Regions from separate parts of the Zea mays genome. Here region 2 is linked to region 1. The links are chromatin contacts, called in public HiChIP or PLAC-seq maps. All regions are on one chromosome and are shown on one strand. The core of a region is the stretch at or near the end of the contact, and the rest is flanking DNA. Distances in the headings are between cores, read along the strand shown. Region 1 holds the start of LOC100273925. Region 2 holds the start of LOC100216886.

Region 1 (3,736 bases), core at 375-2,874:
GGTGTCGTGCTTGCATTTTCAACTTGCTCTACAAAAATAGGTCATCTACGTCGTTTTGGTACAGAAGACTCCCCGCGTTGATCATCGTCATCAACATAGATTTTAGGTTTTGCTCCAACCTTTGCATTTACTTTCCTGCACCTCTTCCTACAAAAGTTCAAAATTCACTAACATGTATGTCATTTAAAATAGATTAAGAAGAATTGTTGAGTACCTTGTCTTCGCGCCTGTGTATCGACACTTTGCACTTCCTGTTCTGTGGCCATACTCACCACATACACCACACTTTGACTGTCTTGTAGCTTTTACTTTTCCCTTATCAAGCCTGCATTGACAATCACATCTTATCAAGCCTGCATTGACAATCACACTCACAGTCAGTTCAGCATTGTTAATAAGACTAATTGACAATCACACTCACATATTTTAACAACTCACCCAGGTGGGAGATGTTCAAAAAAAAATATCATCAGGCAATTTGCCCCATTTGCTAGAAGTGACACCCTCCAATGAGATATCCTATATGCACCACACAATATGATAAAATACATATGAATCAATTCATCATAGAACCAAAGCAACGTTGAATTCAGTGATAGAAACCTGCACGTTGCTAGTGGTGACATTTGCAGAACCAGAGAATTCTTCATCAAAGTCCTTCTCATTGCCATCTGCCATCTGTGGCACTACAAAACATAATCAACAATAATCGCATTAAACTATGCCCAAGTACTCTATATGTTGAAATATCATAGTCCAAATATGATATGCAGCTTGACCGTGAAACAAAAACAGATGCATCTCTTTGTGATAAGCTAATAAACCAAAACGAAATGATGCGTCCTTGCCAAAGTATCCTATGCATCAGGCTGACCTAAGACATGAAGAGGCTCATGCATCATCTGTCATGGATCGATGATTATTTGCAAGGTTTCCTCTTACGATCAACATTGAAACATTAACAGTAGGCAGACCAAAACGCATTTGCACAACAGAACAAAAATCTCTTCTTCTGCCTGCAACATCCATAAGAACAACGAGGCTACAACCAAGAACAGATGAAAGAATCCAGGAGCTGAATCTTCCCAGACAGATCCAATCCAAGCACAGGAGAAGATGGGAAAGCACGAGGACGCAATGAATCACCTGAGTGGGGCGGGTGCGGGAGGAGCTGGGTGCCGCCTGGGGGTGGGGGGTGCGAACGGAAGTGGACGCCTTGTCTCCGGCGGGCGCAGCGCTGGGCGGAGACGGATGGCTCCAGTCACTGAACTAACTTTCGATTTGTTTGGATCTAGTGATCCTATTCTTACGGTGAGATTCAATTAGGATGGTTAAATGGGATTAAATGACAATTATTTAAGAGGTTAACGATAAGAGTGGTAAATATTTAATACTATTTGTAAGAGTGGCAATTGGTTAATGACTCTTTGTTAGAGTGGCAAATCTTTAGGGCTCGTTTGGCAGCCTGGTTTCCCTCCGGGATCCCGACCCAACCCCCTGGTCACGAATCCACGGGCTCAAATCTCCCCCGGGGGGAAAATTTGCATTTGGCTGCCCATTTCCCGGGCCCGATTCGCGTGAGGTCGGGCAGGAAACCCTCGCCCATCGCGGCGTCGCGGATAATGGCAAAATTGCTAATGGCTCCTCGCCCAGCCGCCGCCTCCGCCCCTCACCCAGCCGCCGCCTCCGCCCCTCACCCGCCGCCTCTCCGCCTCTTCCTCCCCTCCCCCTCCCATCGTGATCGCCCCCCTCGACCTCTCCCACCTGCCGCCATACGGCACTTCCACCCGACCGGCTTGTAGTTGGAGAGCGCCGCCACGAGCGGCACCGACGACGACGACATCGTGGGCATCTGCACGGCCGTGCACGGGCTGCACGCGTAGCACAAGCCGCGGCAGCTCGGCGGGCTCGACCCCAGCCGCACCTTCTCCTCCTCCTCCTTCGCCGCCGCCGCTCCGTCGTCGCCCTGCTGCCGCACCATTGATCCGTTAGCGTGGCACAACATTAACTCCGGCCAAGCACCCACCTGGACTGTAAGTCCCGATCCAACTCCTACCGCCTCTCCCGATGACTCTATCCATGTGATTACTTTTCTTGATGTTGTTTAGGCGCTGTAAATTTTGCACAAAGTGCTACCTGATGTTGTTTAGGCGCTATAAACTCTTTACTAATGAGTTAACTATTCATGAAAGAGCTGAGTGTCGTAGCTTATGGTATGAAAGAGCAAGAAAATTCTGTATTATTCTGGTTTTGGATGTTTTGCACTCATGAACAGCATCATCATCAGTAGCTTCAGTTCCAGATGATATGTAACATGAGTTGATTCTTGCAGTGCCGCTTTATATGTAGCTTTCGTGAAAACGTGAAAAAATTTGGACAGCTCTGCTATGTAACATGAGTTGATTCTTGCAGTTCTGATATGTAACACGAGTTGATATGTAAAGGACAGCTCTGCTATGTAACATGCTATGCAAGAATTCTGATATGTAACATGAGTTGTTAACTTTGCACAAAGTGCTACCTGATATTGACAATGTGAAAAAATTTGGACCATATTTATTAAAAAGCTGTGCAAGTGTTAAACACTAGCTCATATTGTTTGAAGTAGGGTACTCATTTATTTACTGTCCTGACATAGAACTCTACTCTATGACTGGTTTTACTTGAAGTTGAATTCTTAACCAATGTGGTATACTCTGGAGTAGATATAGAAATAGAAAAGCTGCTTAGGTATTTAAATATTGCTCATGTGTTCGTTTGAAATGGGCTGCTCACCAGTTATGCGTTTCATGTGTTTCCATTCATTCATGTGTTTCCTCGTTGATTAAAAACTGCATTTGTATGAAATGGGCTGCTCACCAATTATGTGTTTCATGTGTTTCCATTCATTCATGTGTTTCCTTGTTGATTAAAAACTGCATTTGTATGATTAGTTGGTTTTCTGGCCTTAGATTTGAAGTTAAGAATATGCTGCATTTCTATTTAGTCATGCCCTTGCACTTGGTAATAGATCATAATTTAATGGATCACAAAATTTAATGGATAGGAGCACTTATTAGTTCTATACAGGTGTGCTGATTTATTGTCTTATGTACAGGTTGAAACAATCGCTCACAGGCAACATTATCAGGTAATGTTGATTCTCACTAATGTTGCATAAATCAGTTGTTGCATTTGGTGCTGTTCTCTCACTCCACCAGAAAATGGCACATGAGTAGATGCATTTGGTAGAACTGTGTGGTGACCTTGCATTCCAGAAAAAGATTTTCTAGTGGAGTGAGAGAACAGCACAATCACTTTACCCCTCAACCATACCATGTATGAAATTTTTTATTCTTTCACATTTGAGAATTCCTTGATATGAATCAGCGATGACATTTAATATCTATGGGCCAATTGTGCTTGTATTGATCTGCCAAAATTATACTTAAGGGTTATGTGTTCAAAAGTGATGTAGCTTGTATTGATCTGCCTTGTATTTTACTCACCAGTTTATATATCTTGTGTGATCTGCCAATTATGCTTGTATTTTACTCACTAGTTTATATATCTTGTGCGATACAATGCTTTTTATTTTACTCACCAGTTTATATATCTTGTGTGATCTGCCAATTATGCTTGTATTGATCTGCCTTGTATTTTTAATATATTTGTTCTGCCTTGTATTTGTGTTTTATAATTATCTGTAGTCCATATATATTTCTAAAGTCCATATAATCTGTAGATATTAGATAAT
Region 2 (3,798 bases), core at 1,192-3,691, 270 kb after region 1:
AGTACACAAACAATCAACACTCTCTGCAGCCTTTATAATAATATACAAAAAAACTCGACCTGCAGGGTAAGACCGTCCCTACAACATTACATTAAGAAGATCTTCTCACGCAGGTTGAGAAAATCCCCCGAACCCTTGCCCCACCATATGGAGAAGTTTTACACTTGATGGAGAAGTTTTTATTTAGCAACATCTTTTCTTCATAAAACAGGGAAACAGTGATAGCCAGCAGGTATTGTTGAATACCCATAATTGAAGCATGGAAGAATTTATCTTGGAAAGATGAATTTCTCACATGTAAGCTAAACCACTAAATTATTTGAAAAGACTGCAAATAACATGGACCTCACAAACATTTGTTGACTCACAAGAGTTAACTGACTATGGTAGTTGAAGCAGAAGATCTATAGACAACTGAGATATGATTTGCGAACAGGTTCATTCCCGCAATACACCCAAGATGAACCAAAGGACCACATACAAACCTAGACAAGGCAAAAACTGACGTAGAAGAAATAAGAATAATGATTTCTAACTCAAGTTCTTAACGAGTAATTATAACCCCACACCCAAAACTAGACAAGGCAAAACATGACCGCAAAAAGTAAGGATCAAAATTCCTAATCTCAACAAGTAATCACAATTCCACAGTCCACACCCAACAAGACAAGACAAAACATGTCCTATCAGAAATAAGGATTCAAGCCTACATCACAGCAAGTTCTAACAAGCTATATTGGCACATTACAAGAACAAATCTTTCAGGAAGATGTCAAGTTTTTAGAAACATCTGCAGCATATCCACTTATATCAGGCACATAACCTTTTTCTATCATGCCTGAGTTTATTATTTCATAAGTGATCCTATTTGGAACTAGACCTTTCTCTAACATCTCATTCAGTACCACATTAGCCTCGTCCATCTTCCCCATCTTGCAGAAGTACTTGAGAAACACATTGTATGTGACCACATTTGCCCGCTTCTTACGTTTCTCCATCCTAAGCCTGATTTCATGGGCACCCTGAGCGTCCCCCTTCTCACAGAACCCATTTATAATGGTATTGTACGCCACATGTTTTGGCTCCAAACCAACCTCCACCATCTCATCCAAGAGCTTTACTGCTTTCCGGACCTCACCCTTGCAACACAGCGCACCAATGAGCACATTATAAGTGACAACATCTGCTTTCACACCTTTCTCCTTCATCTCATCGAGAAGCCCTGAAACACTTCTCCAATCCCTACTAGTGGTAAACCCTGTTATCAAGCAATTATAAGTTTTAACATTTGGACTAATCCCCTTCCCTGCCATAGCGTCCTTGGCTGCCGCTGCCTCCTTCATTTTTCCAAGCCGCCGGTATCCATCGACCAAGGTATTGTAAGTAATCACATTGGGTTTCATGCCCCTCTGTGCAATGCCATCAACCCAACCCTCAGCTTCCACCATCATGCCTTTCTTGCAAAACCCGTTCAGCACACTGTTCATGGTAGACAATATGCATGCCAACCCCAGCTCCTCCATCTCTTCCACCAGCTTGATGCTGTCCTCCACCTTCCCCTCTCTGCAGAGCCCTGAAACAAGTGAATTGTATGTCACCACATTCGCAGGAATCCCCTGCTGTCTCATCTCCTGGAAGACCTTGATTGCAGCTGTAATGTTGGGCTCCTTACAATACCCATTAATCAGCACATTGAATGTGACCACGTCAGGAGAAATTCCAGCTTGGATCATCTCTTTCAACAGCGCATCGACATGGTACATTTTTCCAACTTGTCCGCGTTTGCAGTAACCGTCGATGAGGGTGTTGTAGGTGGCGACCGAGGGCGCCACCCCCCACGCACTGATGTTCTTGGCGACGTCACCGGCCTTGCGGAGCTGCCCAGTCTTGCAGAACCCGGAGATGACGATGTTAAAGGTGAACAAGTCCGGCGACACGCGCCGCCGCAGCGCCGCCCTGAACGCCCGGTCGGCGAGGTCGACCCGGTCGGCGCGGACGAGGGCGGCGAGCAGGGCGTTCACGGAGAAGGCCGAAGGGCGGTAGCGCGGGCAGTCGGCGCCGGCGAGGAGGAATGCCTCGTACGCGGCCAGCGGCTGGGAGGCCCGGGCGAGCGCGAGGACGAGCATGTCGGCGACGAGCGGGCCGGACGAAGCGGGGAGGGCGCGGAGGATGGACGCGGGCGAGTGGAGGCGCCCCGCGGCGAGGACGTGGAGCTCGGAGCGGAGGAGAGAGTGGAGGCTGCCGTCGGAGGCGAGACGGGCCAGGAGGAGCGCGTGGAGCCGGAGCGGGAGCGGCGCGCGGAAGTGGGCGCGAGACCAGCGCGCGATGGCGACGAGGCGCGGGAGCGGGGGCGGCGGGGAGGTGCGGAGGAGGAGGTGGAGAACGCGGTGCGCGGCGGACGCAGTTGGCGCGCCGCCGCTCGTAAGCGCCAGCACGCGGCCGAAGCGGCCCGCCGTGAGGTGCGCCAGCAGCGTGGCGAGCGCCATCGGGTATCGGGGTGGGTACTGAATAATGATTCGGGGTTCGTTCGTCCCGCTTAGAGATGGCAAGGGGTACCCGCTACCCGAAATCTGGTGAGATTTTCTCTATTAGAGTATAAGTTTGAGTCAATTTCTGTATTCATAAGTTTGTTAATGGGTTCAAATAAAAATCCAACGCGTACGTGGGCATGGATTTATTCTTCCATTACTCATATCCGCAAACCCATGTGTTTTTAAAACCCGCCTTAAAATCAACATTCCTTATAAATATGTCTTATAATATTATTAATTGAATATGTTCTAATTAAAATAAACTTTATGTAACAAATTTTAGTCTAAAATTAGTTATCATTTGTTCCTTTTATGCTAGTTTATTAATGTATTGATTGTCATTTACATGATGAATTATTTTTTATGTTGACATTAGTGGGTATGGGAAACCCGTTTGGTACCCGAAACCCGATGGGTATGGGTTTGGTCAAAATTTTATATCCGTCATAGGTATGAGTTTTTTAGCGGGCTTATTTTTCTTCGCGGATATGGATTTGAACAAGTAATACCCAGCGGGTTTTTATCCATTGTCATCTCTAGGCGCGCTCGCGGACATGGCCACAAGGGGTTGGATGCTTCGTTTAGTGCTAGTTTCGTTGGAGATTAGAAAGAAAAAAATTAGTTTATTTTTTCTCTCAATCTTGCACAGGGATCGAAATGAGTTAAAGGTATTAAATCATTTTTAGTTAAAACTGAATAGAATGAAGAATAGATTATTTTTCTATGGTGGGCTAAACCTCACCGTTAGTGATAATAATTTAACCCGTAACCCTGAAACTCGACGGTTACTCGATCCGACGGGTGAGGATATAGGTGAAGATATTGATCTACGGGTGTAACTCGCATCCGACCTAAAGTTTCACAGGTGTAAGTGCGGGTTTCTATTTTAACCCGCGAGTTATCCGTACCTGACTTTAGATTTGCTTTATTCTTTATTTTGCGTAAAAATTTGACTAATGATTTATGAAATGTTTTGTTGTTGCTCAACGTGAGAACTACATTTTTGTTGGTACTTAATTGTTTATAGCTGAATTATTGTTTAAAAGCGCACCTGAAACCCGATGAGTTTGGTGCGGGTTTGGAATTGCACCTGCCGGTGGATTTAGGTAGACTTTATGGTGCGATCACGAGCTGGTTTTTGTTCCAACCGATCCAAACCCAACACGTTCCCATCTCTACTCACGGTTGGCTCAACCAAGGCTTACTAGCTCTTCAACTTGGGAAGGTGTGATCTATTTTGGGAAGGTCTGGCTCAACCAAGACTTCA

Evidence for each region. HiChIP or PLAC-seq counts read pairs in DNA pulled down with a chosen protein or histone mark.
Region 2: an H3K4me3 HiChIP or PLAC-seq map of leaf shows a contact between it and region 1, with 3 times the contacts expected there. The contact joins the promoter of LOC100216886 here to the promoter of LOC100273925 in region 1. A contact is called at or near these places in 3 of 25 Hi-C or Micro-C datasets (ear, leaf and tassel) and 1 of 3 datasets of contacts at active chromatin or transcription factors (leaf).

What each region holds. Positions count from the first base shown.
Region 1 is chr3:8,300,701-8,304,436 of Zm-B73-REFERENCE-NAM-5.0, forward strand. LOC100273925 reads left to right here and starts at 1,625. Exons shown (of 6, transcript NM_001148317.1): 1 at 1,625-2,033; 2 at 3,098-3,130. LOC103649655 reads right to left here and starts at 1,310. Exons shown (of 6, transcript XR_563635.3): 1 at 1,147-1,310; 2 at 604-686; 3 at 439-519; 4 at 215-353; 5 at 1-147.
Region 2 is chr3:8,564,993-8,568,790 of Zm-B73-REFERENCE-NAM-5.0, forward strand. LOC100216886 reads right to left here and starts at 2,442. Exons shown (of 1, transcript NM_001367566.1): 1 at 713-2,442. The coding sequence starts at 2,126. The coding sequence ends at 762.